Regions from separate parts of the Anser cygnoides genome. Here region 2 is linked to region 1. A link is a contact called in public Hi-C data. All regions are on one chromosome and are shown on one strand. The core of a region is the stretch at or near the end of the contact, and the rest is flanking DNA. Distances in the headings are between cores, read along the strand shown. Region 1 overlaps MYH10 (myosin heavy chain 10). Region 2 holds the start of MYH10 (myosin heavy chain 10).

The links. A called contact is a pair of places that touch in the nucleus more often than the background predicts.
Region 2: a Hi-C map of liver shows a contact between it and region 1, with 2.1 times the contacts expected there. The contact joins the promoter of MYH10 here to the enhancer-like site in region 1. A contact is called at or near these places in 2 of 7 Hi-C or Micro-C datasets (both in liver).

Annotation. Positions count from the first base shown.
Region 1 is chr19:1,919,696-1,925,539 of Taihu_goose_T2T_genome, forward strand. It overlaps MYH10 (myosin heavy chain 10), which reads right to left. Exons shown (of 41, transcript XM_066980321.1): 5 at 823-925. Among named protein-coding and RNA genes, the nearest start is that of MYH10, 46 kb to the right of the region's middle. Within about 2 kb of position 3,171, at least 1 of the 3 cell types and tissues checked has open chromatin away from gene starts, as enhancers often do. A contact at or near this core is called in liver, where this site is marked.
Region 2 is chr19:1,966,099-1,971,778 of Taihu_goose_T2T_genome, forward strand. It overlaps MYH10 (myosin heavy chain 10), which reads right to left and starts at 2,929. Exons shown (of 41, transcript XM_066980321.1): 1 at 2,798-2,929; 2 at 1-239. The coding sequence starts at 206.

The DNA of each region.
Region 1 (5,844 bases), core at 1,921-4,420:
ACATCTCTGCTAGGTCAGAAGATGCAGCCTGAAAGCTTCCAACCACCACAGATGCCTGCGGTACTCCTGGAGAAAAGCAGGCATACAGCAGCATTGACTGGAGCTAGCTTCTTCCTTGTAGTAAAGATAAATAAATACTCCGCTGCTAAGTGTTCCAAGTCCTCATAGTAACAGATATTTAAACCCATTCATGTTTTGCGAATTGCTAAAAATTCAGTGCAAATTCTGGGAGAGATTAGCAGCAAATTTGAATAAAGCTCTGCATAGATCAGAGTTAGCGATTTGCTACAAAAAAAAAAATCAAGATTCTCCAACTTAAAAACATATACCCTCCTGTTGGTAATGCAATAAAGCCAAGCTTTTTATTAGCTGCTGATTTCTAGATACGGAAGGTCTATGGCAATTTTTAAACTTGATGGTTTTCCCCCAGTTAAGTTTTGAAAGAAATTCTGTTCACATGTGCTAGTACTAAAAGCTGCATGTAATGGGAAATAAATCCACTAGTAATCACCAGAGTTGATGAAGTTTTTTTTGAAAACGAAGTAGACGTAGCAAAGTTTTGATACTGTTTCTAGTTACAATTCTTGCATAAAGCCCATAATCTCAAAAAAGCAGTTAAACAGTTAACATTAACTAGAATTTTTGACATAACCACTCATTTTAGCCACTAATAAAGAGAAAATAATAGTTGATCAAAGTTACAGGGATTATATTACAGCTTATCTCTGATTCAAAAGGTTTTTTGTTTTGTTTTGTTTTTCTCCAAGAGAAGACAGCAGTTTACCAAAAGAATAGAAAAAAACAAAAGATTTCCCAACTTACAGGAATATTATGGTCCTTTCTTCCTTTATGGGAGGAAGCAACATGAGCAAGGTATTGAATAACCTTCTTAGTGTTTTCAGTCTTCCCGGCACCAGATTCACCTCTGCAAAACATTTTAAACATTTTCCTCAAAGTTAATTTTCAACAGTATATCAATTCTTTGTTTAAAACAACCTCACTTCATTCCATTTATGGCTTAGACTACGCAACAGAACCCCAGTAACCATCTAAATCCAAAAGCAGTGGTGTGGCAGGGAACTGCAAAGTATTTGTTTAAAATACCTTCTACATCCTAAAGATCTCCTCAGCATTAGGATGTTGATACAATATATAACATTAGTTTGATTAAAAGCTTCTGACTGTATGCCTGGATTCATACATTACCGTAAGTAATGAGAAACAGACTTGTTCTTTGCCTTGATCACAAAGACTGAGACAGATTTTTTTTCACAGTGCGGATACATATATATTTCAATTATTAAACAGTTAGTGTATCTTATATTCCAGGACCCGGTTATGAGGATTACTGGGCTGATGGAAACGCTTAGCATCTCTAGAAGCCAGTTCCAAAGCCCAGTAAAACATTTTAAACATCCAGCCTCTCTGCACTGCTCACCTCGCTCTTAGCGAGCCCCAAATACATTTACAGCCACGGGGCTGCAGCTTCAGCACCAAGTGAGTTAGGGCAGTGGCACAGCACACAGATCGATAGGGACAGCAGATGTGGAACATTAAGACAGAGGCAGATTGAAAGCAGATTGTTGGACAGAATTTAGTGCCAGATTTGCGTAAGGGGCATCCCAAACTCAGAGCAAGGAGCTGCCTCGATGGTACAGGCAGAGGTCTGGCCACATCTGTCACAGTGACCACAAATGACGGCACAAGCCTTTTTAACCTAGACCTGGTTAAATACAGTCCATTAAATAAATCCACGCAAGGGGACTGCCAGGCCCGACTTCGCCATGATTCAACAGCATTTCAGCCGTGCTGAAGAAGCCCATTCCGCACGAGATGGACACCACCACTGGCAGCGCTAAGTACACGAAACTAAAAAGCATTTCATTATGTGGGGCTACGTTGGAAGAGTGGAAGTTCTTGTGTCGTTCAACGGTTGTTCAAGTTAGCGTTCAGAAACCAACTACTCCAGAAAAGTGGCAAGGATACACTGCATGTGCTTCCAAAGCTCTCAGCTACGATTCTGAAACAGAAGTGTGAATTTGCTGGGGGGAATTTAAGCACATTCTTTTGCAGTCTTCCTAATGCCTTCCCCCACCACGCCGTGTGCCAGTTTTGCAGCTCGCCTGCACTTATTTAGGTGCTTAGTTCCTAGCAGCCCCTACTTTAGGCATGAATTTCTGGTGGTGTTTGATGTGTTTGACCTGGCAGAACAGTGAGCAGGTTTTGTGGAAGACACCTAACTGAGAGCACTGAACGGAACGGTTGTGCAGACAGGTTATGGGATGTGATCCCAGCCTCAGTTACCGCACCGCGGTCTGCCATACCAGAGGTTACCCAGGGCACCGGATTTTACTGGTGGCATCTCGGAAGCACCCACCTCGTCCTGTCAAACCATTTTTGTTCTGGTTTTCCTCACAAGAAAACGGATATAATCGGAACAGAACACAAGAAGAAAAATGCAGAAGTCACAAATACTTGACTATTGAAAAGCTTGCAGGAGCAGAAGGCAGGCCCCTCAAAACGTGTTGGCTACACCAGCTTTGCTCGATGCATGGAAAATAAACGTGGAATGTATAACCTGAAGAGCTGGTTACAAAGACAACTACTCCAAGAATTAGCTAATGAATAACTGGGCTTCCTTTTTGCCAAGATACCATCAATATGCTACACAAACTGGGTGTACTTTGGGACCGCTACAAGGGGAAACACTTTTTTTTTTAATTCAGTGAAAAATCCCATTTCTACCAGGCCCCTATGTCTGTTACATAGAAAATTGTAACAGACAAATGTGAAGATCAATAAGCAGAAAATATACCTCCAATGCCCATTCTTGCTTCCCAATTTGTCTTTACTTCTAGTTTCCCCTTTAGTGTAATGCTCATATTAACATAATTTATGACTACAAGTGATAATAAAAGCAGTATTGCCTGTTTTTAAGTGTATATTAAAATACTTTTAATGCTAAAACTACTCCAGCAAGTAACAGAAGTAAGGAAATAAGTACAACAAAACATACATTTACATTTTAAACCAATACAATTTGTTCTTATTGTCATCAGAGCTTGGGAACACATTGCTAGCTGTGACTTTAAAACTAGATAAATAATCTTTTCTGTTAAGTTACAGAAACAGTTTATTAAATTTTAAAGATGAAAACCTACCCTGACACATCCAGTGAAAAGAAAATGCACAGTAAATACACTCCAGATGTTAGCCTCCTAAAGGGCAGCACCCAGCTTTAGAGGAGTTCACTAATCAAGAGGCTTTTCTGGCATACACACCAGCACAGCTTCGTGTGGCACGGGAAGGTCAAAAGCTTGCAATACATTCCTTTTGCTAAAAGTCCTTAAATCTAGTAGAGATTTTTAGAGGTCTTTATGCAAGTTCTCATTCAAAAGCAATACTAATGGATGCTATCATCCTAGTTCTCCTCTCCCTGGAGCTTACAAGTATGCCAAATATTTCCTGCAGGATACAGAGCTAGATAGCTTTGCTGCCATATACTCTAAAAGAATTAGAAGATTTAGGATAAAGTCCTCTTCATTTATAGAAATAAGGACATCTGCATGCTCTAATTCTTTCCCAGGAGGGCAAACACGAGTTATAAAAAATAAATTAAGATCTTCTACCTCTACCAACCTGCCCAAAAAAGGTAAACTTCTAGTAACACAATGTACAATATTTATGGAATGGAAATGATATCACGAAGCTAAAGATTAACTTTTTCAAAACCTTGTTTTAATACAACTCAATTAATATGTTACCATAAATTAAACACTGAAAACCCTTGGCTGAGATCCTAGCCTTACTTCAGTCAATGGCAACTTTGCTGATGATTGCAGTAAGGTCATAATTTCACCCCTTCTTTTGGTTTCAATTCCATTACTAGCAGAAAAAAAATGGAGACTGAAATCAAATCTCAACTCCATCTATGGAATATGCCAGGCACACCAGGTGGAATCAGCCAAGCAAGCCATCTTTAGCACTAGGCTCAAGTTGGATGTGTGAGGTTATTCCATTAACTAACAAAGCTCTCTCCCTTCGTACAAACTACGTTAGAGATGGGTCAAACGAAGTCTGAGGGTCACAGGTAAATTTTTGCATTATCTGGAGTTAAAGCACTAGTCCCCACACCAGCAAAGCTTCTGCTTTGAATAAGCTTCAAGCACATGTAAAGTAGGAAAACCTTAGCTAGCAAGAACACTTTAAAGTTTCTACATGATTTTAAATTCACTGGATGTGAACCTACAGTGTCATTTTCAATAAAGGAAAGTATTCTTCAGGCAAATTCATCTCAGCTACAATTTGGTTAGCAAGAATTACCAACTGACTTCTCAACCAGCTGCACCTTTTTTTTCCCCAAGCTACTCTAACCTAAATCTCGCATAGAAGTAAGAGGCATTTCCTCTGCTGAGCAGATTACCATCTGAAAACATGCAAAACCAGCACAGTGGGAGATGACTCGCAGGTCACAAAGCAAAGAGGCAACGTCCAGGCATGGGAGGCGAGGTCTGACTTCCAGGAGAGCGGTGTGCTCTTCCCACGCGGCTCACCTATAGGGGCAACTTCTGTTGTATCAGCAGGTCAAACGCCTGCCTGTGGAAGACCTATCCTAACAGAAGCACTGTTCTAAAGGAAAACAGCACTGAAACGGTCGCTCCTCTTACTGCCAGCTACACATCTTGTACAGGCGCAGCACTAGGCTACACCACCGCCTCTTCCTGCAGTGGCGACTTCTGTTGTCTGGACACTCGCAGTAGTTTAAAGTTGCTGACGTCCCACTGTGAGGGCTGGCGCCCATCTAGCACCAGCCCAGGGAGTCACTGATTTCCCCGGCAGAGCAGGGGCTATGCAGGACCTGAGATGTAGCTCTGGCACTCACATAGGACAGAAGGACACAAACAGGTACAAAGAAAGCTTTGAAATTGCGAAAGACTGTTCCTCGTCTTGTTGCCCATGCACACAGTCCCTACTGCACAGGAACAAGGTTTGTGAAGACAAGCATCTGCAACACACCGGGGTGATCCGATTGAGTTTGTCTAATCTACCCTATTACAGATCACCTCTCAGTGATTTAAAATACCGAAAACGAACCAAACAAGCTAGTACTTTTCCATGCAGGGACTCGGACCTTTCCCTTGCCCCAGGAGGATCAGTCTTTGTCACTCCTGATCAGCAGGAGGCCCTGGGACGAGAAGCTAACCTGGGGGCAGGAGGCCCTGTAGGAGCTGAGCACCCGGCAGGAGGAGACACGGCACCACCACCTTGGCACCTGGGCAAGTTCCCCTTGGGGACTGATTCCACGAGACCCAGGAAGCCGACCTGCTGCTCAGTTCTGCAGGCAGCACTGCTTCGATTCACACCAAGTGGCCACTTAGGCACCAAACCACGGATGCGTGCACTTAAGTTGTTTGTAGGAGAAAGTAACTGCGCAAGTGAGAGCCCCAACAAGAGGCCTTTGTCCTCCTCACAACAACGGCTGCGAAGAACAGAAGGGACTTATTCCCAGATGCAACTGAGCAAGTCTTCTGCCAGTTATAAACAGATATTTACAGCCGAGACCTGTAATTAAAAGAACGCTTTAATTACTTGGCTAATTTTCTGTAACGAAGAGGTCTAAGTGATAGTTTGGGCTAGCACAGAGGAGTATTAATTGGCTTTACTATTCACAAGGCTGCTTTACAGCCTCTCCATTCCCCTCTAGATGCTTCTCATCATCTCAACACCAGTTGTCTAGGGAATGTTACAAGTTGGACTCTGGCCAGAGGTTGTATACAAAAATGCTTGGTATTTGCTGCTGCTGTCCTTTAATAAGCAGCCTCTATTCCCTCCACGCCCCACCAC
Region 2 (5,680 bases), core at 1,679-4,178, 46 kb after region 1:
GCTTTCTTTCCATTCTCTGCCAGTTCAACCAACACTTCATCCCCCTTTTCCTCCTTGATGCTGGCTGCCTCAAAACCGTGGCGCTCCGAAGGAATCCACACCAACTTTTTAGCAGTCCAATCAGCCTGGGTGGCAGGGTTGTAAATTACAGCCCTGTCCACAAAGAGGTATCTCTCCGGATCTTCCTGTCCCGATCTCTGTGCCATTGTGGGAAGTGAAGGTGTCCGCTACCAGTTACCCTGCAAATTAGAAAGGAGAAAAGCAAGAAGCACGTTACACACCGGGTTCTTACGGAGGAATGGAACTATGCCCTCAATTAAACGCCCCGTCATCAACACCTGCATCTCCCCTCGGATGACTATGTACTGTGGAGGTCTTCCATGGTATGAAGAAGGTGCTGTGCACCTGAGAGCCCCTGCACACACAGGGGCCTTCAGAACAATCAAACCGCTGTATACATGAAAGTGGTCTTCCATATATGACCCCCAGACCCACTGCAGAAAAAGCAGTATAAACTGAACCTAGCCATCTCTTCCTAGCTGGCGTACGTTGCAATAAAAGTGGAAACTGTAAAAAAAAAGAAAAATACATGCTTGTCTTCTGTGCTTAAATAAAGAAGAGGAGCAATTTTAACATAAGCTAGCCAGTCAGCACACTAAATTCCACTAAACAGTGAATATCAGAGTGTTCAGCGCAGAGCTAACCACAGCAACCTACAGCATGTGAGATAACAGAACATTTACTTTGTAAAAGCCAACTTCCAGCTACAGATGAGAACTTCATTGACACCTGGGGGTTCCGCAAGCCTTCCACCTAGCTAAGCCTTGCTCATATTCCTCCTGAAGACATAAGACTTTGTACCTTTACAGCCTGCTTCTGCTGGCAGTTGTGAACACTGGCATTGCCATGTTCCAAAAAACATCTCTAGCTCCCAGGTTTACCTCGAGGCACAAAGACTACCAAAGTTAGATTTTCCAGCAGCTTCACAGGTAATTTGAAGGTGAATGAAAAGCTGCTGACAAGGGCTCCCGCACACTCATTTTACCAATCTGCACCTATCAGGAAGAGGCCACCGCATCCTTCCTTAATAACACCGTCACATCCAGGACTCCCAGACTCGGCAGTTTTTATCTGTAACCGCCCCGAGAGCAACAAGGTCGAGCCAGACACCTTCTGCCCAGGTCATTAAAGATCTTGCTTATTCACACACTAGATCTTTTCTGCTGGAGAATGTCCCATTAGCAAATGGTAACCTCTTCCAGCAGGTAACCTAGAGGTTAGCTTCAAAAGCAAGGAAGATTTCGCAAACTGTGTTGGTCATCTTTCATGCTACGGTATGCGCGCTGTTGGATGTTTTGCAACACGCCCGCCCTCAGAAGAACGTGTAATTAAATACAATAGTTGCGTCTCCATCTATGGCAAGGAGGATTGTTACGTTGTCCAACTTTAATGTAAAGTAAGCATGAAGTCATTGAATCCTCCAGAGGTCTGAGGAGCAGACCGTTTACTACAGACTGCTTAATTCAAATCAAGAGGTGATGACTCAACATTTAAAGTATTTCAGAGGAGCCTCTGAGAGAAAAGTCCGGTGGAGAAAAATGAAAACGCTAAAGGGACCCCATAAGCAATAAAGGGGCTTCTTGGCCAGGAACAACTAGAAATTACTCAAGGAACGCTACGTTTAGCTCGAGAAGCCCACCACTGTAATACCTGAGCCTCCTACCCCAGCTCACAAAGCCGCTCGCCTCCCCTGTGCTGGATTACCACTGATGGTCCAGCGGAGACCAAGCAGCACTTGCCCAGGGCTGCTCCCCTTCGCGGGGACAGCTCTCTGGGGATGGCTTTGTTCCCAGCCCCAGCCGGGGGTCTCACCGCCCGGCCCCCGTCCTTCTGGTCCTTCTGCAGGGCGCTGCGGCGGGACCTGGAGGTGGGACACCGCGGGTGACAACCGGAGCGGCGACGCTGGTGCTGCGGGCAGGGGGCTGAAGCGAGGCACGGCCTGGCCCCGCAGCATTTCTGCGGTACGTCCAGGGGATCGGGGCTGCCTCTGTGCGCATCTCCCCCAGGGTTTTAATCGCACGGAACCCCCCCCACAGCAATTACCCCTTTGGGTTTTTAATTGCAGAGCCCCCCCCCCCCCCAGCATTTTCCCTCCTCGTTTTTTAATCGCACAGAGCCCCCCACATCATTTTTCCCCCCGGGTTTTAATTGCAGACCTCCCCCATCACTCCCCCCAGTGTTTAATTGCAGCCCCCCCCCATCATTTCTCCCCACCCCCCGTGTTTAATTGCAGCCCCCCCCGGCCGCCGCCCGCCCTGCCCTGCCCTTCGCGGGGCTCTTCCCCTCACAATAGCGCCCAGCCGCAGCACGCAGCCGCGCACATTTATCGCGCAGGCACCCGGCGCTCCCCGGAGAAGGGGAAAAAGAGAGGAGAAAAAAAAAAAAAAACGGAAAAAAAAAATATTCGGGAACCCGCCGGGCTCGGCGGAACAAAGCGGCGGGGCCCGGCCGCCCACTCCCCCCCCACCCCGGGCAGCGCCCCCCGCGCAGGGCCCGGCCCCGTCGGCCACGATCGGGGGGAGCGCGGCCGGGGGCTGCGGGCGGCAGAAAATGGCCACCGCCGCCCGCCCCTTCCCCTGCCCTCAGCGGGGCGCGGCCCGCACAACGGGGGCTTTGTGTGGCGGCCCCGCCGCCGCCGCCTCAGCCCCGAACCCCCGGGGCCGCCTCGGGAGCTCGGGGCCCCCCTCCGGAGCCCGGGGGCCGCCGCCGACCCCCTCGGCCCCCGCCTCGCCCTCACCTGAGCAGCGCCACCCGCCGCCGCCGCCGCTCAGCCCCGCGCCGCCCCGCCCCCGCCCGCCGCGCGCCTTTAGCGCCACACCGAGCCCGCCGCCCCCCGCCCGCCGCCGCCGCCGCCGCCCCCCGCCGCCGCCGCGCTCCCATTGGGCGCCGCGCGCGTCCGTCCGGCGCAGCGCCGCCGCCCATTGGTCCGCCGCGCGGCCGCTCCGCGGTTACGGCCATAGCAACCTCCACACGCTTACCCTCCAAGCCCCGCCTCCCCGCTTCGCACCGCCTCCCCGGTGCTGATTGGCCGCTCGGCTCGCGGCGCGCTTCTCACTGGGCACACGACGCGTCTGTCACGGCGGCGCCCCGCCCCGCGCTGCAGCACGCCCGGCGGGGGGCGCGGCGCGCTCCCGACGCTGCAGCGGAGGGGGGGGGGGGGCGCGGTGCCGCAGCGCGGGGCGGGCGCGCGCCTCCCCCTCAGGAGGGCCGGGTCCCACACAGCCGGGGTCGGCACCGCCGGGCTCCTCTGCACAGCCCCCCCAGCGCCTCACCGCCCTCGCAGTGAACAATTTACACCTAAAGCCTAACCCAAACCTCTTCTAGTTTAAAACATCTCGGAGGGCTTTTCCAGCCTTCGTGGGTCCCCGACTCCTCTGTCACAGAATCCTCTGGGACTCCCCTCAGCTCCCGGCTCTGCCGTCCGGCTCCTTAAACCTAACCCTGAGGGGTATTTTTGCCCGCACCCGCTTGCCAAGGCTTTTCCAAATGAAGCGGGTGAGCCGAAAATTGTGGCAGGAAACAAAAGCTGCTGGCAGTGTCCCTGGGACAGCACCCACGGCCGGGGGCTCCCAAAGCCTTCGGTGACCGCTGCCGGTGGCCTTCGGGGCTGCTGGCTCTGGGATGGGCCCTGCGATTGCGAGATGGAGAACCTCAAAACCACGATTTTTTGCCAAGCCTTTCCTGAGAGCTCTTTGGGGTTGCACGTGGTGCGTTAAACCGCCCGGAAAAGGGCACAGGCTCTGCTCCCAGCAGCTCGGCCAGCCCCGCGTGCCAGCAGGTAGCTGGCGGCACCGAGGGTTTCCATCGCCCAAGCTGCAGGTCCGCTTCTCCGCCCAGGCCAAATGCAAATGCGGGTGGCTCAGGAATTGGAGCTATTTGGGTGGAGGGGATTTGTGGCAGATCCTCCTGACCAGGGCAGCAAGCGGGGAGGGGAGGAAGGGTGTCTCCCGCGGTTAGGAAGCATGGCTGTGGAAATGTTCCAGAGCAGCACGTGCCGTTTCGGTACAGCTTAGCGTTTGGGGGCTCACTGCTCAGTTCAGAAAGGGAGGCAATAAGGGGAGCCACGGGGAGCCAGGCTCTTGGCACAGAGCTAGAAATCATTCGGTCATCTCTGCTCATCTCAGCACACAAATCAGTTCCTGCGCAACTCCTGGCACCTGGATTTATATGAAAGTCTCCCTCTTAATTACCATTCCAGTGGGAGGTCTCGTACATCCTGTTTCACAGAAAAATAAGGGTGTTGACTCGCAAACGCAGGTAGATGAAAGCCGAAAGGCTGAACTGGTTACTCCCCAGCTGTTTTTTGCCTTGCCACTCCCGAGGCCAGCACGGCGGAGCTGCGTGGCGAGCCGCCCCGCGCAGCCACAGGCCAGCGCCGTGCGGACGTCGCGTTGCGCCCACACAGGCATTTGGTGTGTGGCACCTCACGGGACCTGCCACCCTCCCTTGCTCGGCCAGCAGGCCTCCACGAGATGCTTGGCCGGCGTTCACCGAGCAGTGCCAGCCCCTCTTTGCAATGGAGCATCCCAATGGGTGCTTTGCTCCCTGTGGAAAAGCCGCACGCTCACACGGCAGCACGTTTCGGGGCGGTGTGTGCCGCTGCCGACCGCCTTCGGGGCAGCTCGGGCCGCAGCATGGGAGGCGCTGGACACGCAGCACCCACACGTCCTGCTGCTTCAGTCACAGAACTTCCATTTTTAGGCATCCAACATCTTGTAAAGGAAAAACAGAAGCATCACGCAGAAAACACTTTTCTAGTGACGAGCCACTGAAGACTTTAGTTTCTTTTAGAAAATGATTTCCACGGAAAATCTTTGAGGATCCCATAGATGCCACATGGAGCATGTCAGGGTTATAGCATTAAGTTATTATTTTTATCACACAATTATTTTTATCCAGACCAGTGTTAGGAAGGAATTCCCCAAATCCACTGAATGTTTTTAACCCATGGAGGGAAAGATGATATTTTTATCTTCCTCGGGAGACTGGAAAGAGCAGGGAAAAAAAAAACCAAAACACATTTTTAAAGGGCTTTTGTTTGAAATAGGAACTCAGCTATTTCCTAATCCTAAAATTGCTTCCCTACCTTTAAACATGAGACTAATGATACTGTTGCTACTAGGGCATTCACGTACTTAAAGCCAAGCATGTCGCCCAGGGTGTTTCCAGAGCTGGAACCAAAGCAGGTAAACAAATACCACTTAAGTCTAAGGGAATGCTAGAGATTTTTGAGACAATGTGGAGGATTTAGGGAAAAATGCTTTTCACTCACTTTTAATGTAGACGTTTTACTGCTGTTGGCATGTACCGAGAAACTAATTTCCATTACGGGAGATGGGTGCTTACATCCCAGCACTGCTCTGGACATTGCTGGGGAAACAAACTTCTGCAAGGAGAAAACACATAACCGACGTGCAACAGCTGTTTGCTCGGTCCCGTGTCCCTACCGGCATCCACAAATAAGCCAAACAACCCTCGTCCCTGGACTATTTGACGTCTTCGCTTCCTGCAGAGGCTGGCGCCCTCCCTGCCTGCCCTGCTTTCTGACTGCGGCAGGTTTTGGGCGCATCTCCAAGATTTACAGAGCCAGCTCTGGCCTCCCTCAGGAGCCCGTGTCTCT